Linked DNA regions of Mus musculus: regions 1, 2, 3, 5 and 6 are each linked to region 4. The links are chromatin contacts, called in public ChIA-PET, HiChIP or PLAC-seq and promoter capture Hi-C maps. All regions are on one chromosome and are shown on one strand. The core of a region is the stretch at or near the end of the contact, and the rest is flanking DNA. Distances in the headings are between cores, read along the strand shown.

Region 1 (4,120 bases), core at 1,366-3,865, 390 kb before region 4:
ATGGAATAAATTTGATAGTTGCTTAAAGTTTAAGTCATTTTAGTTATGGGGTATTTTATCCATCTGTCTGTGTCTGTCTCTCTGTCTCTGTCTCTGTCTATCTCTCTCTGAATCTGTGTGTGTGAGTGTGTGTATGTGTGTGAGTGTGTGTGTGCATGTGTGTGTGTTTGTGTGTGTAATATTCTAATCAGAGTGCTAAATGTTCTCAGATTACTAACCTTTTACAACAGCATTGTCTGGCAGACACGGTTCAGAAGACGAAAGGCAAGTCTACAAAGAGAAATAGAACATTGATGGTGATACTAAAGAAGATCAGATCATATGAAAGACCATACTCTCTAGAGCAATCAGATTTCAGCAAAATAGTGGGATGATTTTATATTACAATGGCCTAAGATACTACAAACTGGAGGAGTTTCAAAATTTTGAAGGTTGTATTTATTTTATGATTTTTGACAATAAGCTTATGCCAAAATATAGACTGATGTGAAATGACAGGAGACCTTGACATTTTTGATATAATCTGCTTACATGTAAATGTTCATTCTTTTCTGCTAAAATAATATTTTTTTAAATGTTGCAATAATGATCCCAATCTCAACAATATTCAGTAGTATAGTGTTTCAGGTATTTACATTAAAACCCATCTTCAGTTAGCAAATCCTAGATATCAAAGTATAGTCATCCCCAATGGTGCAAAGAGGTACCCTTAACTTACCCTACATAAAACAAACACTGAGAATGAGTGTCTGAATGTAGACCAATTCACACTCAGAGAAGAAAGCCTCAACAGTACTCTCTGGCATCAGTGCCTCGGCAGGTTCAGATGAGCTAACGCACCAGGAAGAGCTCTGGGAAGTGTGGTAAGAAAATAGTGTGTGCAGTTGAGAGCTCCTCAGAGTAAAACCTAAGCAAGGTGAAAACTGGGTGAGTCTCTGCCTCAGGAGTGAAACTCTCCTCAGAGAGAGGAGAGACAGTAAGGACATCAACAGGACCACTGAAGGAGGAAACAACATAAGCTCAGTAATGTTGTCATCACTTGTTAGCCACTTGAGTCATAAAGAGAAGGCAAGAAAAGAAATGCAGATGTCCCATAAAAGAAGTAGTCATAGTAAAATCCAGAAAAATGTGTCCTCAACCTACCCTACAGGAACTAACATATAATTGGTTAATTAACATCCTTTGTCAAATTTTCTTTAATATGTGCAGCTAAATGTTTCCATTAAGGCATGCATTCATGGAAATTATAAAATAAATCCTTTTTATAGAAACTAATAAGAACAGATTTTTTTATATTAGCATTGTCTTAATTAGAACCAAAAATATAAAATTCTTCTCAGAAAACCAAAAGAATGACAATAGTTTACCTCCTAGAAATAGAAAAGTGTTTTAATAATAGAATTGTCCAGTAATAACTTAAAAAACCAAAATTTAATGCATGATTTAGGAGTATTTATCTTAATTTCTAAATGAACAGGGTCATAACTTTTGTAAAATTTTAGAAAGTCTGGGCAGCATAATTAATACACCTAATAAGTGATAGATCAACCATAGTGCACAGAGGGACTGCAGAAGAGTCTAAAAGTATGAAGTATACATCTAGTTCCGATGAACCTCCAACTCTTTTCTAAGTCTTACCACCAGAAAACAAAATCAAAGAAAACTAAAAAGACAAAAACCCAAAGCAATTAACTTTCAGGATGATACAGACTAACAATGTCTACAATATTACTTTATTCACTTGATGCACAAGTGAATGAAGACCATTTAATGTGCTTCTTAAGTCAATAAAACCACAGGTTTGCAATCATAATGAATCTGGGATATCTTTGACTACATATGCCCATTGGTGCCCAGGTTGTGTATGGTTGCAATAATAGATAATGCAGCCTGAGGGCTAGATGCATTTTTTCAGTATTATTGCTTCATGGCAATTTTTCCTGTCACAAACTTGTCTGTTGCCCAGCCACTCACTACAACCACCAGGTTCTAAGCATTCTCCAGCCAAGAAAACTAAAGCACTCTTCTTATTCACTTATCCAGACTTACCTAAAAAACGTGTATTTTATAATCTGAAATATGCCCCTTTTTGGGTCAGTCTTACTGGTGGAGGAATCAGGATGCCTAGCATCATTATGAGCCAAGGACCTGAATCCAGATAGTGCAGATTCACTGCTCAGTGTAGCAGCCACCAGCTTGGCTTCCTTCTCTCTCAACCTAAAGATCGACAAGGATTTCACCTGTAGTCGTGTGCATTCACAGAGAAAGCAGGGGGAGGACTCACCTCTTCAGAAAATTCTTCAGTGGTATCCAGTTTTGCAGGGCAGGAAGCAGTGAGTGAGTGAGCAAGTGAGTGAGTGAGTGAGAGAGAGAGAGAGAGAGAGAGAGAGAGAGAGAGAGAGAGAGAGTGTGTGTGTGTGTGTGTGTGAGTCTGTGTGTGAGTGTGTGTATGAAGAGTAAACAGTAAATCTCTCAGAAAGAGAACCAGAGGATTTTGTAATCTCCTGAAATTCTGAGACAATGAAGTGTTTTCAGAGAGAGATGGAAAGCTGACACTGGGTAGAGTCACTGCTCAGCTGCTCAGACTGAGGGGAACTGGGTTTCTCATCCTGTGCTACTTTGTGGGGAGTGGACAAGGTTCATAGCTTTCGATTTCCTCAGAGACAGAAACTCAAGAGTTTCCTTCCTGTAAACAATTACCAAAAAAGTCAAAGAGAGCTAGTTACACTCAGGATGTTTCTTGCAAATCTTCATAGGTACAAGATTTAGATTTATAATCCTCATGTCCTACAGGCTTGCAAAAGGATCCCTAGGAACCTTCATTCCTTTGAATGAAGGTGAAAACTTAGACCAAAAAAAGCCAAGTCACCCAGTCTCTTCTTTCTTTTCTGCTCAGACTCAGTGTCAGGAGATCTTTGCTGTGTCAGTTGCCAGCTGCATGTGAATGAGTTTCAAGGAAAATCTGAGATGAAACAACTCCTGGTTTAAGTCATTCCTGTAGCATCTATGCATCCATTAGTAGCTCCCAAGACCTAGACTTGCCACAGCATAATGTTACAAACACACAACTCCAAGCTGCAACCTCAAATAGCTAGAAAGGCATTTGGCATTATCCACCTCCCTCTTGATTATAGAACTAAGCTGTCCTCCTTCAATGGTGAAGTTAATGCTTCCTCAGTGTCTCTACATTATTCACTGGTAAGCACAGGGAAACCTGGGGCCTGGGAGTCAGTGGGAAACCTCGAGCTTTGATTGAGATTATGGACTGAAATAATGCTTGTCCTGCTGCACTTTTCTGGCATGGAGAATTCAAGGATTAAGGATTGATGTAATCCTGAAACATGGAACAAATGGTATCAAGTAGCAGATAATGGTATGAGAGCCTGCCAGCTGGTCTGCAAAAGAGGATAATGCCATAGCTAGGTAACCAGTCACCTGGATGAAAATGATGGGAGTTAAAATGCTTTCCAACTGCTAGTCTTGGGCAACTTTTGGATGTCTCTGCCTTTGATAGCAGAACAGTTGGGGGAAATCACCATCCCTGACCTCAAGCTTTCCTACAGAGCAATAGTGATTCAACTTGCATGGTATTGGTACAGAGACAGACATGTTGATCAATGGAATAGAAATGAAGACCCAGAAATAAAACCACACACTTCCCATCACTTGATCTTGACAAGCCAAAACTATACAATGGAAAAAAGAAAGCATTTCAAAAAAGGGTGTTAGTCTAACTGGCTGTCTGTATGTTGAAGAATGAAAATAGACCCATATTTATCACCTTGCACAAAGCTCAAGTCTAATTAGATCAAGGACCTCAAAATAAAATCAGATACACTGAATCTAATGGAAGAGATAATGGGAAAGAGCCTTGAACTCATTGGCACAGGGGGAAATTTCCTAAACAGAACTCTAATGGTTCATGCTCTAAGATCAAGGATTGATAAATGGGACATCATGAAACTGGCAAGGTTGTAAAGCAAAGAACATAGTTGATAAGACAGATCAGCAACCTAAAGATTTTGAAATAATCTTCACTAACCCCACATCAAATAGAGGGCTAATATCCAAAAATACATAAAGAACTCAAGAATCTAATCACCAAGCACCCAAATAACCC
Region 2 (4,094 bases), core at 30-2,529, 460 kb before region 4:
TCAGGGTTTAGGACTCAGCTATAGGGCCAGGACTAGCCAAGCTTCAAAGTGAAAGAAGATAGTTGAGAGTACTTTCTGCTTTCTGTCTCCCAAGACCTGATTTTCATGATTTTCATGTCCTACTACTCATAGTGAAAATCTTTGTGAGGCGGATGGTTTGAACTCTCAGGACATACACCAGTCCCTGAGTTGAGAACTAAGGCTGCTTTGGAGAGAAGAAAATCCCCTGAGGTAAGTAAGATATGTCAGAAGTTTTCTAGAGAAAGCTTTAGGACCATTTTGCTAATCAGTAAATTAAGAGGAAAGAGAGTCCTGGGTTTCTGAGGTTAGAAAGAGGGATTAGTATTGACTGTATTCTAGAAAAGAATAAGGCTGCAGGAAGCCTGGTTCTAAACCTTCAGTTGACTGAGGAACAGAAGTTATCTTTTATTGCACCACAACTGAGACCTTTACAAAAGAAAGTGCATTTGGCCGTGGCAGGAATTAGAATATATTGTTCAGAGGGTTGACCCAGACTGAGCCTAAAAGGAACTCTGATTTTCTGGGTGTGTTGGTCTGTAGGTGTTTTATTGACATGAATTTATATTTAGAAGAGGGCTTTTGATTTCTAGCTGAAGGGGGAAGAAACATAGGGGCCAGGGAGCTATTTCTCGATAAAAGGTGAGAATAATGGCATGACAGAAAGCCTGTGATGTAACGTTAGCTTGAAAGCATCAGAGCTCAAAATTCTAAGTAACCTTAATCTAAGAAGAAAATATCTAATAAAAAAAATGTGGGGAAAAAAAAACCCAGCATGGTAGTAACACAAAAGAACAATTAAAAAAAAATCAGACACGGAATCAAATAGAAAAAAAAAAAAAAAAAAAAGAAAGAAATGCCAAGCAGATAATGTTACTCCATAATCCCAAATGTTCAAGTGACATGGCATCTTTTAAAAATTATATGTGCTTTTAATCTCTATTTCCTTTACTTTATTAGGTAATAGCAAGTTTATTTCAGTCTAGTTCCAATTGGATCCTGCTTTCCCATTTCCATAGTTAAATCCCTGGAATTTGGGGGAAGGATCATTCCTATGGTATCTGTTGAGGTTTGAATATATGCCGGCTGGTGGCTCCGGAAGGTCTTGGGACTTTCACAAGGAGGAACTTACTGGAGAAACCTTATTGGAGGAAGTGGGTCACTGAGGGCGGCCTGTGAGAGGTGATAGGCGGTCTCACTTGTAACTCTGTTTCTTTGTCTGAGCAAGAATCACAACCTGCCTGCTTCCTGTCCTGCCTGCTTCCTGTCCTGTCTGCCGCCATGCTTCCTTAACTAGCTGCTAGGTTTTTTCCTTGTCGTGATGAAATCCACCCTCATGGACCTGTAAGTAAAATTAAAACCTACTTCTCCCCTATGTTGCTAATGTTCATGACATTTTATCAAAACAGAAAAGAAACTAATACAGCAAAATGCTGGGTCCTGTTTACATATCCAATTCTGTCTTTTGCGGGGAACTGAAAAGAGATATTAAGGAAAAGTGATTGCTAAGAGATATTTAAGGAAAAGTGATTGCTACTTCCTGTTATTTTTGTTGTTAGAGGTGGAATTATATCTGTGTGGCTATATTCTTTTAGTTTTTTTGAAAGATTACTTTCTTGCTTTTTTCTAGGGTGTAGTTTCCCTCTTGTGTTGGTGTTTTCCATCTATTATACTTTGTAGGGCCGGATTTATGAGAAAATATTGTGTAAATTTGGTTATGTCATGGAATATTTTGGTTTCTTCATCTATGGTAATTGAGATTTTTGCTGGGTATAGTAGCCTGGGCTGCCATGTGTATTCTCTTAGGGTCTATATGAAATCTACCCAGGATCTTCTGGCTTTCATAGTCTCTGTGGAGAAGTCTGGTGTAATTCTGATAGGTCTGACTTTATGTTACTTGACCTTTTTCCCTTACCACTTTTAATATTCTTTTTTTGTTTGGTGCATTTGGTGTTTTGATTATTATGACAGGAGGAATTTCTTTTCCGGTCCAGTTTGGAGTTCTGTAGACTTCTTGTATGTTCATGAGCATCTTTTTGTTTAGGTTAGGGGAGTTTTCTTCTATATTTTTGTTGAAAATCTTTACTGGCCCTTTAAGTTGGGAATCTTCGCTCTCTTCTATACCTATTATCCTTAGGTTTGATCTTCTCATTGTGTCCTGGATTTTCTGGATGTTTTGGGTTAAGAGCTTTTTGCATTTTCTTTGACTGTTTTGTCAATATTTTCTATGGTATCTTCTGCATCTGAGATTCTGTCTTCTATCTCTTGTATTCTGTTGGTGATGCTTGCATCTATGACTCTTGATCTCTTTTGTAGGTTTTCTAACTCCAGGGTTGTCTCCCTTTGTGATTTCTTTATTGTCTCTATTTCCATTTTTAGATCTTGGATGATTTTGTTCATTTCCTTTACCTGTTTGATTGTTTTTTCCTGTAATTCTTTAAGAGATTTTTGTGTTGCCTCTTTAAGTGCTTATAGCTGTTTACTGTGTTCTCCTGTATTAAATATTCATTAATGATATTTTTAGGGTATGAAAGGATATCAATATAAAAGTTGAACACATTTTTACAGACTATTTGATTCTCAAAATGCTCAATATTATTAATATGTTTGATGTATAAAATACATTTAAATATTAAAAATTGAAGAAAAAAAAGAAACTAATACAGTAACTACTCTTTGGAACTCAGTGATAACCTTTGTGCCCTTACCGAAAGTGTGGTAAGTATTTCTAAGTATCAGAACATAGTTGTTAATTATGTTGTTCAACTTTTCTACTTTTTTGCTTTTTGTTTTATTTTATTCTTGGCTATTTAAAGCGTTAGTTACTGAAGGAAATGTTTTGTAATTTCTGACCATCATGGTACATTTGCCATTTGTTAGTGGAGAACTGTCAAATTTTGTTTACAACTGTTGACTTTATTCAATGAGGTGCTTACTGTTTAGAATTGTTGGTTATATTACCTTGATGACTTTAACATTTAATTGTTGTATAGCAACTCTGTCCTTAATGGCACTATTTGTCTTATAGTCTTCTCTGACTAATATTGATAGAGCTGCTCTAACTAGAGTTTTTGTGCTTAGTGCCTGATACATATGTTCACGTATTTTTTGCTTTGCAGCTACTCAGCACTTCAATTTCCCCCACTGTGTCTTTTTTAAACACCACAGGCACCACAGTGGGTTTTATTCCAGTTTAGCATTCTTTTTAAACCCATGAGTCTAATTCATGTGCGTTCTGTCAGTTGAAATGTTTGAATCTTGTGTAACCATCTTATATCGCTTCATATGATATTTCCATGTTTGTTTTCTTCTTTTTAAAAATACACTTAAGATTATTCTTTACACAGAATGATGCATATTATGTTAGTCATGTTTTTAAAAGTCCCATTTATACATCTTGTGGGGAAACGCCATTTATCATTATCCCAGAATAATGCTTTCTGATGTACTTTTTGGTGAAACTGAATAACATCACATTTACTGCTTCAATAAGGTAAACTAGCATACAGCCAGTCACTGCAAAGTGAATAATCCATTGTGATTTAGTACATAGATAAGGCTGTATACCTTCCCTTAGATCTAGCTCCAAGATATAAGAATTACTCTTTCTATTTATCTCTGTAATTGTTTAAATGTTACCTCCTCAAATAGACATAGTCTGACGACCAACTTGAGTTACACTACACAGCCCCAGCCTGTACACTACACAGCTATACATACTTGTATTTGTTGTGGGGATAGTGAAGAAATCTTGCCTGATTCATGACTCATTTCCTCTAAGACTTACAAGATGCCTTACTGGACAAAACGAACTGATTGGTGAACAACAGCAGTTGATTTACTAGTTTATCCCTCAAGTGCATATCTTTTCCATTTTTATTTTCAAAAGGAGTTTTGGAAGTTTTTACACCATAGGGATAGCTGTTTAGTCACAGACAAGTGTATAGGGAGTGTAGAGCAAAGCACAGGATTTTTGGGATACTCCCATGAAGCAACTGCATAATCTGTGGTGGGGGCAGCCCATCCTGTGGCAATCATTCTCAGGAGAAGGCATGTTGGTACTGGCATGGTGCTGA
Region 3 (4,097 bases), core at 1,522-4,021, 340 kb before region 4:
CTTAATTGAGTTGATGTCCAAAGAGTCCCCACAGGAATTCCCAAACAACCCAAGCTTTTGCCAAGACTTCCCCTTGCTCTTCACAAACTGACAAGAGGACCCACTGAAGAAGATTTCACTGTCACAACTCTTTGAACATAGAGATGTCTGGCTGGTGCCTACATAAAGCCTCACCCCACTTGCTAATTTTGTTGTTACAAAAAGATATTCTGCACACTACCAAAAGAGAATTATAGACACCAACCCAGGCGTACATCACTCTTTCATTTGCTTAAAGTTTGGCAGTTGTTGGTTTTTTTCTCTTTGGGTGTAATTTTATTTTATTTTCTTGTTTTGAGGGTTTTGCTATAAGTTTTTTTGGTTTTATTTTGAAGAAGAACTTAAAGTTGGGTAGGTAGAAAGGGTCAGAGGATATGAAAAAATTTGGGGAGTGGAAGAATTGTAAAAATATATTTAAATTTAAAATTATTTTAAATAATAAAAATATAATATAATACAAATTGATATATATATAGCCATATGTTATTAATAAACCTTATTAAATAATAAGGGGAATTTTTAAACCAAACCATTTCATATTGTAACTAAAAAAAAGTCATTTCATCTATATTATATTTAAGTTGTTTTAAAATACTACAAAATGATAACATTCCTACAAATAGTTGATTTATCTAATAAGGTGGAGAGCTTTTGGTGCTGTTTATAGAAATTTGGCCAGTACTTGTCACTGGGCTCAGAGGAGGAAGTAGGATCAGTAAGAGCATTGCATTTGGGCTGATGCTAGGATTGAGGTAAGCACAGTCAAAGAAGGTGTGACTTTCCTTTTGTCTTGGTAATCCCTAGAAATGATGACTCAGGATACTTTGTTTATTGCTTTGGCTGATTCCTACCTGGTGTGATCTCTTTGTTCATAGCCTTTCTTGATTACTTTGATTTAAAAATTGACCCTGTTCTCTGCAAGGACCTAGAAGGTATAAAAGCTGACTGGGAAAAAATAAACCTGCTTTAGTGTCAGCGCTGTCTGGAGTCATGTTATAATGTCTAATTGTCTTTTTCTTTTTAATCCTCCCTCCCTTGAGACATTGTTGACTGACTGAGCTGACTTGCTTATAATAATAATAGAAAGATCAGAATATCATGGTACATTTAGAAGTTCATCTCTATGGAGGCTCTGCCAGAGCCTGACTAATACAGATTGCAGATGCTCGCAGCCAACCACCAGACTGAACAATGGGACCCCAATGGAGGAGTTAGGGAAGGACTGAAGAAGCTAAAGGGGTTTGCCATCCCATGGGAAGAACAACAATATCAACCAAACAGAACCCCCAGAGCTCTCAGGGACTAAACCACCAACCAAAGAGTATACATGAAGGGAACCATGGCTCCAGCTGCAAATGTAGCAGAGGATGGCCTTATTTGGTATCAGTGGGAGGGGTGGTTCTTGGTCCTGTGAAGGCCCAATGCCCCAGTGTTGGGGAATGGCAGGGCAGGCAGGCAGGAGTGGATGGGTGTGTGAGGGAGTACCCTCATAGAGGCAGAGGAAGAGGGGATGAGATAGTAGGTTTGAAGAGGGGAAACTGGGAAGGTGGATAACATTTGAAATGTAATAAAATAAAATAAAAATAAAAATAAATAAAAAAGAAGTACATCTCTTGATTGTTAAAAATAAGTAAAATCTTTTGCAGTGATTTAGAAAGTTTAGCTACAATAATTAATAAACTTAGCGAGCCTGGTCTAATGTTCACAGAACTTTGAAATCAATTAAGAGCTTCTATCCAAGTCCTCTGCTGTGGTACACGTATTCTTCAAACTGTTCTATAAATGGGCAAGATACATGTGTTCTAATTAACTTTCCATCACTCTATTACACTTCACCATTAGAGAACCAAAAGGAAAACAAAATGGCCAAAAACAACTTTCGTGATGGTAGAAATTACCAATAATGGAAATACCACCTTTAGAAAGGTGTGAAGAAGAGAACAAACAGAATGTGTTTGGGAAATGGTTAAACCATTGTGTGTTTATATATTATGATCCTGAGAAACTTCCTAGTGATAGGATACTAGAAAATTCATTTCATGTCCAGAGGCAGTTTTTATTCACAATAATTTTTCATGTCACTATCTTGGCTTTTTCCCACTCACCCACAGATCCCAGATAACCATGAACTCCCTATCCGAGCTAATTATAGCCTTCACATTATCCACTTATTCAGATTTATACTTAGAAAGTTCATTAAACAATCTAAAATATGCAAAATGTTTTATTCTTAGCTCATTCCTCTGTGGTGGAGGACTAAAGATGTCTGCCATCTTTTTGAGTGACTGACCCTAATCCGGCTGCTGTGGGCTCACTGCTGAGTGCAGCAGGCACCAGATCAGCACTGCCTCCTCCACAAGAACCAGCAAAGGTCTTTTCACTGTCCTTGTTGTTTTTACAGATGTAGCCAATATCTACCATATCTACAGAAAACAGGTAGAACTCACCTTGCTGGATGTTTCTCTAAGGATGTAAAGCTGAGATCTTCTACAGGGCAGGACTAGAGGCTTCTCCACTCCTCTTCCTCCTCTTCTCTTTTGTCCTTCTTCTTCTTAAAGTTTGTTGGGGACTGGGAGGAGTTGGTGTGTGTGTGTGTGTGTGTGTGTGTGTGTGTGTGTGTGTGTGTGTGTGTGAAGAAGATAAACCAATAAATCTCTTGGGAACTGGAAAATGTAATCTACAGAAATTCTCAGGTTAGACTCACTCCATGGACTGAGGCTTGCTGAATGTCTCAGCTGGGTGTTGTTTTGTGGGCAGAAGAGCTAAGAAATAGCAAGTTCTCCTCCCAGCAGAGTGCATCGCTTTCGATTTCCTCAGAGACTGAAACTCGACAGTTTTTTCCTGTATACCTTTTAGTCACCATAAGAAAGTCAGAGACAGTTACACTCCATTGATATGTTTTGCTTTTCTTACAAATCTTACAGGTACAAGAACCAAATATAAAAGCTCTGTATCCAACAAACTCACAAGGGAGTCACCAGGAATGTGCTCTCTTTTAAATAAAGATGAATCCCCAAAAGGCAAAGCTAAGTCACCAGGTCTCTTTCTTTCCTGCTCAGGATGCAGATGGCAGCAGGAGAAATTGGCAATTGCTAGCTGCTCTTGAATGAATTTCAAAAAAGAAAAAATAATCTGAGATGAAATTGCTTTTGGTTTAAACACTTCACTCCTTTGTTAGTTCCCTGGACTTTCCAGAGTACCAATGTTGTTAGAAACATAGGACTCCAACCTCACGTAAGCAGAAAGGATTTTGGCTTTAGCTTTCCTCTTTTCTGTTACTACTACTACTACTACTACTACTACTACTACTACTACTACTACTACTATTGTTAATTTATTTACTTTTAAAGACAGAGTCTCACTGTGTAGTCTTGGCTGGCCAGGAACTCTCTCTGTAGACCAGGCTCAGTTTAGGTTTAAATCTTTTACCCGGCTTTGGAAAGTAGTATTCTTTAACTGGTGATTGCCTTAGTTAAGAACTTTTAAAAACATGCCATCCTTTCATGTTTCCATCATTGGGAATTGCATTACCTTGAAGTATTTCTGAAACAATGTAGATGACTAGAAACTATGGATTTGCTGACTAGGTGCCATTTTCACTAGTTTCTTAGACTACATAAAATACTAATTAATCTCAAAAAGGAGAGAAGGGGAAGGAAAGCCAGAGAAGCTTTTCTTGGGAGAGCTAAGCCACTGGACCTGTGCTGTGTCTCCACCATTGATTCTGATTGCAGTCCTTTATTCATGGTGGATGGAGGTTGGAAAATACCATCTTTATCTTTCTTTTGTTTGGCCAATGTAGTTTTTCCTTTTCCTTTCTTCATCTTTTGAACTGATGTAGTAAAGAAAGGCCAGGGGAAGTTGATCCTACTGTTTCCGCTCAGTTCCTGCTTATGTCTCAGTGGATTTGCCTATCCCTGCTGCAGAAGCCCAACATAGCCACAAGGTAGCCAAAGGTACCAAGCTGGGACAAGCACTGTGGACAGTCTTTGTATGGATCATTCCAAATTACAGCATCAGAGAAAGAAATTATGGTTTAATTTGTGATGTGGCAAAGT
Region 4 (3,682 bases), core at 733-3,232:
TGCACGTTTATGCCAGACAAAATTCACAGAAGGAAGTTAGGAGGGGAGCGGGCATTGGACACTAAGTTTAGCGGGTAGGGTAGACAGTATGTCCCTGGAAGGGATTATGGAAGGGGGTAGAGGGTGAATATAAGCAAAATGCACTTATCAAAGAAAATACGGTTCTTCTATAATGAAAATTTCAAACTTGAGTAGGTGCACCTATGCTTTAAAATGAAAACTTGATCAGAAAAAAAAAAGCGAAAAAGGAAGTACATCACCAAGGCTGACAGACAGACGGAAGAGAACATAAAGAACATCCCGGGTGAAATAACAGTAGTAGAAGCAAAACAAAACTCTGCTGATTGCCACTCTACCCGGGGGGACCTAACCAGTCCAATGACAAGGTCTGCCAATTGTTATTTAAGAAATTTACCTATAGGTTGTTCATAAAAGATTCCCCAACAGTGGAGAAATCTAAAATTAAATTCTCTAGAAACTAAAGAACATCCTATTTATCTACATTAGTGGAGCTTTAATAGAACGGAAGGCAAAACTATTATTAAATACCACAGAAAGTTAAACCCTCCCATCTTAGAAGGAGGTAGTTTTAACTATGGATTTATCAGTTAATAATAGCGCAATTCTTTGTCCTTATTTCACAGCTCTATCGAAACATGGAATATATCTTCACACAAGTACACGTATCCATACACATACATATACATCACATCCATTCAATATCTGTGAGAGCACACAAATCTGTACTTTTTTTAAAAAGATAAAAAGGAGAACCCACAGGTTTACAGTTAATATGACAGTGTAGTCACTACTGAGTAGGGTAAAAAGATCTGGAAAAATTTGGAAAGTTTGAGTAGTATAACTGAGAAACTTAGCAACACAGGTCTAATTCAGGTACAAATCTCAAATTGACATTTGAATTACAAAGTTTGAGTACACACGGAGTCCTATGCCAGAGGATACAGAAAGCCTTTAAAATATCCTAAAAGTAAACCAAGTGGACAACAGAAATGATTGTATGTAACTGACCTTCATACTCCCTATATTTTATGACAACAAAATAAAAACAAAAATAAATAAAATTTAGCCTATAAAAAGAATAACTTTCATGATGACAAAAAGTTTCTATCAGTGACTAAATACTATTCTTACTCCCTTTTTTGAAGGGGAGAGAAAGAAAGAGTTACATATGCATATTGAAACAGGAAGTATTTGAATAACTGTATTTGTGATTCTTAGGAACGTTGTACTGCACATGTCCACTAGTTCTCATGCTGTCTAATGTTAAAATAAGACCAGATGATGAAGCTACTTGTTCAAATGCATTTTTCACTGAATATTATATCACAGTAATTTTTTATATCACTAACCTGTCTTTTACTCAGTCCAGCCACCAGATTCCCCTGCACCGCCCAGCCCAGGCTACTGAAGCCTTCTTGTTTTCCATTTATTGACACTTATACTTAGAAAGCTAATTTTATAACCTGCACTAATCAAAGCTCATGTTTTCTTACCTCAAGCTCGAGGAATGGAGAAAGAAAGATGCTGTCATCATCCTGAATGCGGTATCAGAACCTGTTGCAGCAGGTTCACTGCCCTGCTGGCAGTTGAACAATCTGTGCTCTCCCCACCAGCCACTGGGAAGAACCACACTGATCCCCTATGTTCTTGTGGGTTTCATGGAGCTATCTCTTCTATATATAAAAGGGGAGAGACTTACCTCCGTGGAAATTTCTCAGCAATGTTCAGATGATAAATCTTCAGCAAGTCAGGAAATGGGGTTTCTCTGTTTTGAGTAGAAAGAGAAATGACTCAAAAAAGTACACCAGAATGCATTGCAATCTCATTAAATGCTGAGAAAATGTAGTATTTACAAAATAACAGGGAGGGGGGCAAGAGAACTGGTTAAAGTAAGTTTCTAGCTTTAGCAGGGCTGGATGCCTTACAGTGTGCTGTCTTCCTGGGGAGACTTAAGATGAAATTGGGCTCCTCCCAGCACTGTTCATAGCTTTCGATTTCCCCAGCTCTTAAAATAGAGCACTTTATTTCCTGTTATTAATGTAATTTCTAGAAAGAAGCACACACACACACACACACAAACACACACAGGAGAGAGAGAAATTGCAACACTGCATGTTTTATGTCCAGTAGACTTAAGGGTGGGTCACTAGGAATCACTCTCATCTGAAAGAAGATGAATCACAAGGAGATACAAGCAAGTCACTCAGCCACCTCACCCTTCTTTGTTTGCTCAGTATGAAAGTGGTCAGAGGGGAGCGCCTGAGAGTCTGTTGTTCCTTGGATTTGATGAAGCCTGCTAGCTCAGCTGTAATACTTTTGTTTCATGCCTGCCAGCTTGTTTGACACAAAAGCAGCTTGACTGTAGGCACAGCCAATATTGGGGAATGCCAGGGCCAGGAAGCCAGTGTGGGTTGGTTCGTGAGCAGATGGAGGGAGGAGGGGATAGGGAGTCTTCAGTGGGGAAACCAGGAAAGGGGATAACATCCTAAATGTAAATAAAGAAAACATCTAATAAAAAGAAAAAGAAAAAAAAGAAGATAAAAACATTTTAAAAATTAAAAGAAAAAGTTTGACTGAAAGAAAGGTCAATTTGACCATATTCTGAGGCTTCAACAGTCATCATCATCATCAGAAATTCCCAACCCATAGCCTTCACTCAGAGCAAAGAAAGATAGAGGACAGCTTGAAAAAAAAAAGACTTGGAAAAAGGTTGACCACCCTACAGCCCTCCCCTCACCCGCTTATGAGCTCATTATGATTTTCTGCCTATATTAACTGACCCTGGAAAATAGCTCTTGTATCTGAATTGAGCCCCTGTTCAATCAGTCTTGGGGTGTGTGTTCAATAAACCAGCCCTGTTTAACTGAGATCCGTTTCTGGGTGCTTTGTGCTGTGATCTGCAGACCACAACAGTACTTGCTTGAGCATTTCCTGAATAGGGAAATATGTGTGATGGATCACTTTTGGTTTAAGCACTTTCCAAAGCATCCATTCATTAATTCATTAGTGGTTCCTAGGCCATATTTTCCCAGAGCATAGTGTTATAAGAAACATACAACTTCAACCTCAGCTTAAAAAAAAAAAGTAATTGGGCGTAACTGCCCTCTATACTATAGCTTCACTGTCCTCTATAACTGATTAAGAAAATGACCCCTGAGATATTTTTAATGGGAAAAGACAGCAGATTGTGGGCTATGTAGTGCTAGCAGATGAAGCCTTGGAAACTCAAGGAAAAAAGCTGAACATCTGGTAGCTTCAGAGCTTAAAGCAGTGTTTGACTGACTGTTTCTTCCTTTGTAGGATAGTGGATGGTGTCTGTACTATTGTTATAGTGAGACATGGGGAAAAAGGACACCAACTACTACTGGATGCTTTATAGGAAGCTTTAAAATCAATATAGAAGCAGTGCAATTCCAGGGATACCATCACTCATCTGGCAGGGTCCACAGATTTACCTGGGTAGAAAATCATCGAGGTTTGCTTTCCAAGTGCTGGTGTTTGGCAGCTCTTGGAAACCCATGAAATTGGAAAGTGTCTTGTCTTCTTTTAACTTCTTCAAGTTCTTTTATTGTTTTAAAGTTTTCATTGTGCAAATCTTTTCCTTCTTTGGTCACTTTCATTCCAAGATATTGTATGTTTTTAGGATTTTAAAAATAGGATT
Region 5 (4,020 bases), core at 86-2,585, 420 kb before region 4:
ACTGGTAAATATATTTCATGTATATGTATGTTAAATTTTAAGTTATATGCCTGAAGTATACACACTGTGCCATATTCTACACTTTGCAGGGGTCAGGAACCCTAAGAATTCCTAGGTTACCACATGCCCTTTGAAAGTATCCTTTTTTGATCATCTTGCATAGCGATTCATTTTTCACGTTTCACCTAATGCTCTCCTCCTGCTCTGTCATCTTGGGTATGCCTTGTTAACCACTTACCTTGTGTGTCCTGAATGTAGACTTGCATAGAGTGCTGTAATCTTACGGCCGAGGTTTCTTTTCAGGCTGATCCTGGGACTGTGAGATGGAGAGTGAGTACCGGGAAATGCTGTTGTTGACCGGCCTGGACCACATCACGGAGGAAGAACTGAAACGGTTCAAGTACTTTGCTTTGACTGAGTTTCAGATTGCCAGGAGCACACTCGACGTGGCAGATAGGACAGAGTTAGCTGACCACCTGATTCAAAGTGCAGGTGCGGCGTCTGCAGTGACCAAGGCCATTAATATTTTCCAGAAGTTGAATTATATGCATATTGCAAATGCTCTTGAAGAGAAAAAGAAAGAAGGTGCGTAGGAGTGCCCTCCCTTAATGATATGAGAGAAATGAAACCCTTCTACATTGTATTGTAGGAAATTAATTTCCTTAATCACCAGGCCCTTCACCCCCCAGAGTCACTAAACAGCATGTTACAAATTCCTTAGCCGTGTCTGATGCCGGTAGTCAGGGCTGCCACCATTGTCTCTCTCTTCACCAGAGTCTGTCTCCAATCTACTTGCAGAAACTGCGGAAATGGCAGGTCGGTGTTAATGTCCAAGGTCTCATTACACAGTACTTAAGGTTTTCACACTTGGCTGAAGGCCTGCCTGGCTGTGACATGAAGAAAACACAGCCTTGAACATACAAACCAGAGAACTGTTTAACTTTGCCATGGACTATCCACCTCCGCGCTGAGCCATCCTGCCATGGTCCCAGTTGGCCTTTTTAAGGAAGCCTTTGCGCTTCTACTGCATGGAGTTTCTAATCCTTCCTTTATCTCTAGCATAGACGACATTATGAACTTCCAGGACACAAAGCACGTGTTTGCATTCAATAAACCAGCTCTCACTCTCCACAAATTATATGCCATGTCGTTAAGTTTCCAATTACTCCTTAAGAACAACTGGGATGTCCTTGGGGTTCAAATGACTAATAAGAGCCAATGAAAGTATACCTCATCAAGGGAGTCCCTAAAATGAGAGATTCCAAAGGCAGTGGTTTGGGGACACTATGTAATACAGAAGCTTCAAAATGTTAACTGCTTGCCGAGGAGATGTGTGTGATGCAGCAGCAGGGGCTTGGATTCCAGAGGGTTATTTATACGCCGTCTAAGTGATGAAGTAAGGGTAAAAATCACATACAGGTATAAGATGCTATGTGACTTTGAGGAACTTAGAGCAAGGCCTGATCACGATTAGTTTAAGAGTAGCTGACATTGGACAGAAAGTGTAGTTCTTACATTTGACCACACAGTGGCAGTAAGAACACATCATTGCTCCAGTCACTACTGTTCATCTACTGAACTAAGCGAGCCTGATAGCATGTTTTAGTTTTAACTCCCGAAATTAATTCCTATTCATGGCTTCTTTTTTTTTTTTTCTGGATAGGATGATATAAAGCCCCCTTACTTAAAAAAATTTCCTCTATTTTACTTCTGTAATAATGGTGGGGTTTTATCGGCTTGATTAGCTCAAAAGATCTACTTTGAGACCTGGTTGAAAACTCAGGAGTGACTGCTGATCTAGAAGTCAGTTTAGGCACTTTGCAGCTTGGAAGTGCTACTTGAAGTCATCTTCAAGCCTGCCTTGACCACAGCTGTGTCAGTGATGCCAGTGGCTGCTACGGTAGAGCATTGATCTCTGGCTTGTTTCCCAGCAGTTTTGCCTTGTGTTTCTTCTGGTAAATGTTCAGCATGACGTGGCCTTGCCTCATGAAAACTGTGTGTGTGTGTGTGTGTGTGTGTGTGTGTGTGTGTGTGTGTGTATGTGTGTGTGTGTGTGTGTGTGTGTGTATGTGTGTGTATCTGAACAAATTAAACGATGTCATTAAAGAATGATAACAGGGTCCCGACCTTTAGTTGAGGCTTGAGCAAGAGAACAGGTGAAAAATTATGAGGTTAAATAAGCATGACAAACCCAAGCAAACCTAAGGAAATTCTCCAAGTATAATGATCTTAGATAGAGGAAAAGTGTGCATTGAATTATTAAATGAAACGAGAGGTATCTAGTGGGAAGATGACTTTTCCAAATGTTTCCACACAACACTCTCAATGGCATTTTTTTTAAAAGGTCAGTATGATTGATAGGCTAGAACAGAGTGACATGTTTATTCCCTTTGGCTCCCTTAGCTCTCTTCTCCTCTCCTGTGCTGTCAACAGAGACTGGATGTTTTTATGTGCAAATATCCAAAATATAAATAAAAATGTCATAGCACTAACCATTGGACGATCAGTTGAACTTCTTGCAAGCATATTTGGTCATTTTGGTATTAGTCATAGGCCACTAGCATTTCCAAAGTTTATGCACCATAACAGCACAATGGAGTTAAAAATGTGATCAAAAAATTCTAAGAAGTTTATAGTTTTGCATTGGGCTGCATTCAGAGCTGTCCTTGGCACATGTGATTCATGGACCATAGATTAGACATGCCTACAAGAATAAAGGTCCCTATAGGATTCCTGACCAAGACTCAGTTCCTTCCTGTTGTCTGAAAGAGAGTGACAGAATACTTATTATGTGACAACTGTTAGTCATATACATTACATGATTTGATATCTAACAAAATTAAATCCATGAACATCCCTGAATGTTTCAGATTCTGTGAGGAAACCACACGTAAAAAGGTTCTTATAACATCTTTACCTATAAGTTCCTTAAGTAATTGAACACTGACCATATTAATAGATGGTCACTTAAAAATCAGGACAAGAAGTTTCCTTTTCAGAATAAAATGTTGGATGGGTGCCTGCACATTTGAGGAGGAGAAAGCAGTAACTTTTTTGGGTCTTTGTTCTACTTCTCTTCTCCTTCACAACCCCCTTATTCTTACCCCAGGCTGTGCTATGCATATGTCAGTTGGTATCAATTATAAGGAGACACCTTGTTCTCAGGTTTTCTGATTGGACCAAGCTGCTGCTTGTGTTCTGTGGTCAAATAAAAACATTATCTACATTACATGGTTTAGTAGGGTCACTAACTGGGCTTAGCAGTCCAATAGAGCTGCTAGCTAGAGTCTTTGATCGTCTCTAATTAAGTAAGTTTGCAGGATGTAGGTCCTAAATGGGTAGCGTTGCTACTTAGATTCTCTATTTGTTCATGGCGATAGATTGGGTTCCAAGGATAGGAAGGATGCTGCTCCTGGGACATTTGGAATGGGTGTGACCTGAGACTAAACACACACACACACACACACACACACACACACACACACACACACACACACACACACTCCATCGACACACGCATATACACCATACATCACATATCACACACCCATATATAGAATAAAATCACAGACTTTCCCCCCAGTTTGGGCTCATGCTGAACCACAGGCTAAGCTCAAAACTCATCCCAGTCCCATCACTTCTTGGTCACCAGGCTTGAGGAGACCAGGTCCTCTACTCCAAAGAAATATCGGACACAATTGCCTTTAACAAGAAGCCTTTTTATTTTTTTTCAAACACTGGGGCTGAGTAGGGTGATTTTCTCAATAGGCTGTGGCTGGGTTAGGTCAGATGATTCCTTTCAAAGACATCTGTGTGCATGAAATTACCTATAATCTTCAGGAAGCCTGATACATTGCTCTCAGGTTGGGTGGGGTCAGCATTCCACAGTGGAGTTCAGGCAGATTCGGATTCTGTGCTCCACACATGTGCGTATGTGTATGCCTTTTACAGTGTAGTAAGACAAGTGGAAAGTTGGCTATGATTCAAAGCTAGCAAAGATGCTATTGGATGTTCTCTTTG
Region 6 (3,927 bases), core at 328-2,827, 290 kb after region 4:
TTCAACTAGAGTTAAGGAGTAAGCAACTTCAGAGACCGTCAGCTGGTAATGGTGAAAGCAGATATTAACTACAGAAGGACTTTGTTTATGTAGTAATGCCTGCCTATAATTCCAGCAGTTAAAAAGCTAAAGTAGGACAGACAAGAGTTCTAGACCAGCTTGAGTTCTATATGGAAACCCTATGCACCCCACCCCCCAACAAAATACCTTTTTCATTTTCTGAACAATGTGTTCTACTATCTTGACCCATGTAGTAGTCAAAAAGCAAAGAATTTAAATATGAAGTAGCTCCAGCAAAACAAAGGCAAAATCGTTAGAGACTAGATTGATGATAGATTCTATTCTTTGGGAAATACTAATTTTGCATTAAAGTTATTGTATCTGTCTTTATTGACTCCAAAATATGCTTACAGTATGGAAACTGTACATTTTTGTTTCTGAAGCTCTTGGATTCCCTGAGCCCAAGAGCAGGACATCAAATGCCTCACTTTGTCCTGAGCTGTGAGCCAGGCTGAAGCAGCTGCTCAGGGCTGATTTGCCTTATGCGTACAGCTCTGCCCAGAGCTGATAAACAAGGCCCAGAGGGACAGCCCTCCAAATCACCCCACCCACGCACAGAAGACTCCTCCTGTAAAAACCATTCATTTCATGATTTCCCTCCTCCTTTTAACCAGTCTTCTCTTAGGCCATCAAAATTTATGGTTCTGGGCTCTACTTTCTGATGCCATCTCATAATAATTACAAAACCCTTAATTCCTTATAATCACACACACACACACACACACCACAGTGGCTTAATTGGCAGGACTGGATGTTGTGGAACAAAATTGTGTCTTCATCATACAAAAGACTTAAGTGTAATGTAAAACTGTTAGGAGGAAACCTGGGGTAAAGCTTCATGACATAGGTCTTGCCATTGATTTCTGAGACACAGGCACAAAGGCAGGAGCAACAGAAGCAAATGGGATGACCAGTGGATGGGTTGGCAAAGAGATATGGGATGTGGAACAGTCAGAAGGTGGACCTGGAGGGGGATAAAATCTGGAGTGAAAAAAAAAAAAGGTTAAATAATTTTAAGAAAGAAAGAAAGAAAGAAAGAAAGAAAGAAAGAAAGAAAGAAAGAAAGAAAGAAAGAAAGAAAGAAAGAAAGAAAGAAAGAAAGAAAGAAAGAAAGAAAGAAAGAAAGAAAGAAAGAAAGAAAGAAAGAAAGAAAGAAAGGAAGGAAGGAAGGAAGGAAGGAAGGAAGGAAGGGTGAAAGAGAGAAACATGTCTCCTCTGATTCCCTCAGTTCTCCAGTGTGAAATCAGAAGAAAGGGAAACCTGGAATTTCTTCCTGATTTTTAAATTCTCTTACCTTATAAGCTCTGTGACTGAGTAAAACACAGCCCAATACAGGCACTTGCCTTTCAAATGTCACTGGTTTTCCTCCAAACTTTTGCATCTGAAAACTTTGTTTCCTTTCCTTTGTAAAATACCTACTGAGGTCCAGAGAGCCACAGCCCCCCAAACTGCTGAGTCACCTTGTGTGTGGAAGTCAGCAGCTGCCTCAACTGAATATGTCCCCTGGAGATAATGCAGATTGTCTACGCTTGGCGGGACTCTAAAACTCTTTTTTTCCTCTGGGCCTTTGCCACATTCACATTTCTGACATTCCTATTTGAAGTGGACTGGACATTCAAAGAACTATTTTTCTCTCTTAGCTACATTTCATCTTGCAAAGCCTTAGACTGAGCTGAGCAGAGATGGAAACTCCAAAGGAAACTGTGAGTACAGACGAATTCTCATTCCTGATGAAGTTAGGAAAGCTTGTCTCCTCTGAGCCTTCCATTCCATCCTCACAGGGTCGTTAAAAATTACACTTATTTGATTTTAACGTAGCAAAGAGTTTTGATTTTAATTCTTTTATGAAGGTTTCACTTCTAAAAATAATGTAGAACTTTACAACTATATAATAATAATAATTAATAATAATAATTTTAATAATTACTTGCTCAAGTCAGATATTCAGAAAACTACTAGGTAATTTGAAACCAAATAATCCCACTAAAAATTGTGCTCTTGTGGAATGACTTAATTTTAGAGTCATCTCAGGAATTACTGTCTATAAAAAAACTATATTTAGAAAATAAAGTAACATCAAAATATAAACGGTATTGCATATTTTGGATAGAAGATGTAAGGAGAGCAATGCACTATAGAAATGTCTCTATGGAATTTTTTTCTAAATATTGTTACACAAAAACTGGATTTCTTTAAATTAAAGCATGATTTTGTGTTGATTAATAATAAATATTTTATATTCCAAAATCCAATTATTAAAACATTAATGATTTATACTTTGTGACAAGTGAGAAGACAGGTTACATTTAGATTTTCTTTTAAGCAGCTTTTTTTTTTTTAGTAAATCAAATTAGAAGAGTACATAATACATGATCTAGACTTTTAAAAAGGAAAAGTACTCAGGTTTATGTGTGTGATTCACTAAAGCAATTACAAACCATCTGACTGTTCCTTAAACTTACAGGATAACCAGCACTTATCAATGTTGTTTAGCCTTTGAAGGGTATAAATTACCATTTCCCCCCCCCCCCGTTTTTTTTTTTTTTTTTTTGTGAATGTTGTGGCACCAAGTTTTTTTTTCAATTTTTTATTAGATATTTTCTTCATTTACATTTCAAATGCTATCCCAAAAGTCCCCTATACACTCCTCCCGCCCTGCTCCCCTACCCACTCATTCCCAATTCTTGGCCCTGGCGTTCCCCTGTACTGGGATATATATATATATATATATATAATGTATGTATGTATATCTGACATTCTGTGGCATTGCTTCAGCAGTCCAAATTTCTTCTCTCTATAGAATCTAAAAATAGCTATTTATAGTTTAAAATTATACAGTTATACAGCACCCAATAACCGTATGAATTAATAGGCTTAATAATTTGTGAACATAGATTCAATATGGATGAAAGCCTTGGGATATGCAAGAGGGATCGCATTCTAAACATGAGAACTAGCCACAGCTACAGGCATTATTTATTTTTCTTTGTATAGCTTTAATTAACATAATGTGTATTGTGGGATATAGAATAATATTTCAAAACATGAAGAGACTTTTTCACTTACAGGCTGTCGAGAGCAGCGGACCAAAGGTCCTAGAAACAGCAGAAGAAATCCAACACCGAAGAGCGGAGGTGTTAAACCAGTACCAGAGGTTCAAGGATCGCGTTGCCGAGAGGGGTCAGAAGCTTGAGGAGTCTTACCACTATCAAGTTTTCAGGAGAGACGCAGATGACCTGGAGAAGTGGATCATGGAAAAGCTTGAAATTGCAAAAGATAAGACATATGAACCCACAAACATACAGGTAACTCAGTGCCACAAATGTCTACAGAACTCACCCTGAGTTCTCTAGAGACTGAAGTGGCCTTTTCCTCATGTTAATGTTGAGGAGGTGGATGTAAGCATGCCCTGATTCTGTGTACAGAACAAAGCCAAAATGGTAGAATGGGAACTTAAAAAATTCAGTTAAGAAAAAGGCTGGCATTATTTCTTCTTTACAACATTAGAAAAGTGAGCTAGAAGAAAAAAAAACTGACAATACATCAGTTGTTGATAATACAGAAACATACTGCATCATATTGAAGTTTCGTTCAGAACTCACATTCTTATAATTAATACATAGATGTCACAGAAAGATTAGACTATCTAATAGAGATGAAAGTTGTGCCTCTAAATGTTCTATGCCTTCCATTTCTTAACTTTCAGAGTCTTATCTGCAAATAAAACTCATTGGAGTCATTACTTCATGATAGCTTATTAGACAAAATAGTGTCTAAAAGTTCAAGAAACTTTGACATACCTTGTGCTTTCTATATTATGATATTAACGATTAATTTTTAAAACATAGACAGTAAAACTTATCAGGG

Evidence for each region. Promoter capture Hi-C pulls out the DNA fragments that hold promoters and counts their contacts. HiChIP or PLAC-seq counts read pairs in DNA pulled down with a chosen protein or histone mark. ChIA-PET counts read pairs in DNA pulled down with a chosen protein or histone mark. Capture Hi-C pulls out chosen DNA fragments and counts their contacts.
Region 1: a contact with region 4 is called in an RNA polymerase II ChIA-PET map of memory CD8 T cells, with 35 read pairs. The contact joins the promoter of Ifi206 here to the promoter of Mndal in region 4. A contact is called at or near these places in 1 of 15 datasets of contacts at CTCF or cohesin (CD8 T cells), 2 of 115 datasets of contacts at active chromatin or transcription factors (large pre-B cells and memory CD8 T cells) and 2 of 9 other capture datasets (adipose tissue and liver).
Region 2: an H3K4me3 HiChIP or PLAC-seq map of the 230-238 cell line shows a contact between it and region 4, with 18 read pairs. The contact joins the promoter of Aim2 here to the promoter of Mndal in region 4. A contact is called at or near these places in 1 of 484 Hi-C or Micro-C datasets (B cells), 5 of 115 datasets of contacts at active chromatin or transcription factors (the 230-238 cell line, effector CD8 T cells, large pre-B cells and 1 more) and 2 of 9 other capture datasets (liver and macrophages).
Region 3: a contact with region 4 is called in a promoter capture Hi-C map of liver, with 2.4 times the contacts expected there. The contact joins the promoter of Ifi214 here to the promoter of Mndal in region 4. A contact is called at or near these places in 1 of 15 datasets of contacts at CTCF or cohesin (pro-B cells), 1 of 115 datasets of contacts at active chromatin or transcription factors (memory CD8 T cells) and 3 of 9 other capture datasets (adipose tissue, liver and pancreatic islet).
Region 5: a contact with region 4 is called in a RAD21 HiChIP or PLAC-seq map of pro-B cells, with 11 times the contacts expected there. The contact joins the enhancer-like site here to the promoter of Mndal in region 4. A contact is called at or near these places in 1 of 39 promoter capture datasets (cancer-associated fibroblasts), 3 of 15 datasets of contacts at CTCF or cohesin (CD8 T cells, large pre-B cells and pro-B cells), 2 of 484 Hi-C or Micro-C datasets (B cells and bone marrow-derived macrophages), 6 of 115 datasets of contacts at active chromatin or transcription factors (the 230-238 cell line, bone marrow-derived macrophages, effector CD8 T cells and 2 more) and 2 of 9 other capture datasets (adipose tissue and liver).
Region 6: a promoter capture Hi-C map of pre-B cells shows a contact between it and region 4, with 2.5 times the contacts expected there. The contact joins the promoter of Spta1 here to the promoter of Mndal in region 4. A contact is called at or near these places in 2 of 39 promoter capture datasets (the 3T3-L1 cell line and pre-B cells).

The regions. Positions count from the first base shown.
Region 1 is chr1:173,488,703-173,492,822 of GRCm38.p6, forward strand. It overlaps Ifi206 (interferon activated gene 206), which reads right to left and starts at 2,616. Exons shown (of 8, transcript NM_001372437.1): 1 at 2,285-2,616; 2 at 219-270.
Region 2 is chr1:173,419,325-173,423,418 of GRCm38.p6, forward strand. Aim2 (absent in melanoma 2) reads left to right here and starts at 1,280. Exons shown (of 9, transcript NM_001013779.2): 1 at 1,280-1,362.
Region 3 is chr1:173,533,186-173,537,282 of GRCm38.p6, forward strand. It overlaps Ifi214 (interferon activated gene 214), which reads right to left and starts at 2,772. Exons shown (of 5, transcript NM_001024721.2): 1 at 2,487-2,772.
Region 4 is chr1:173,878,205-173,881,886 of GRCm38.p6, forward strand. It overlaps Mndal (myeloid nuclear differentiation antigen like), which reads right to left and starts at 1,983. Exons shown (of 10, transcript NM_001170853.1): 1 at 1,947-1,983; 2 at 1,721-1,786.
Region 5 is chr1:173,455,031-173,459,050 of GRCm38.p6, forward strand. It overlaps Aim2 (absent in melanoma 2), which reads left to right. Exons shown (of 9, transcript NM_001013779.2): 5 at 304-585. The coding sequence starts at 324. Among named protein-coding and RNA genes, the nearest start is that of Ifi206, 34 kb to the right of the region's middle. Within about 2 kb of position 1,336, at least 17 of the 459 cell types and tissues checked have an H3K27ac peak or open chromatin away from gene starts, as enhancers often do. A contact at or near this core is called in CD8 T cells and pro-B cells, where this site is marked.
Region 6 is chr1:174,171,199-174,175,125 of GRCm38.p6, forward strand. Spta1 (spectrin alpha, erythrocytic 1) reads left to right here and starts at 1,578. Exons shown (of 52, transcript NM_011465.4): 1 at 1,578-1,763; 2 at 3,129-3,365. The coding sequence starts at 1,743. Gm36196 (a long non-coding RNA gene) reads right to left here and starts at 1,583. Exons shown (of 3, transcript XR_373720.3): 1 at 1,355-1,583.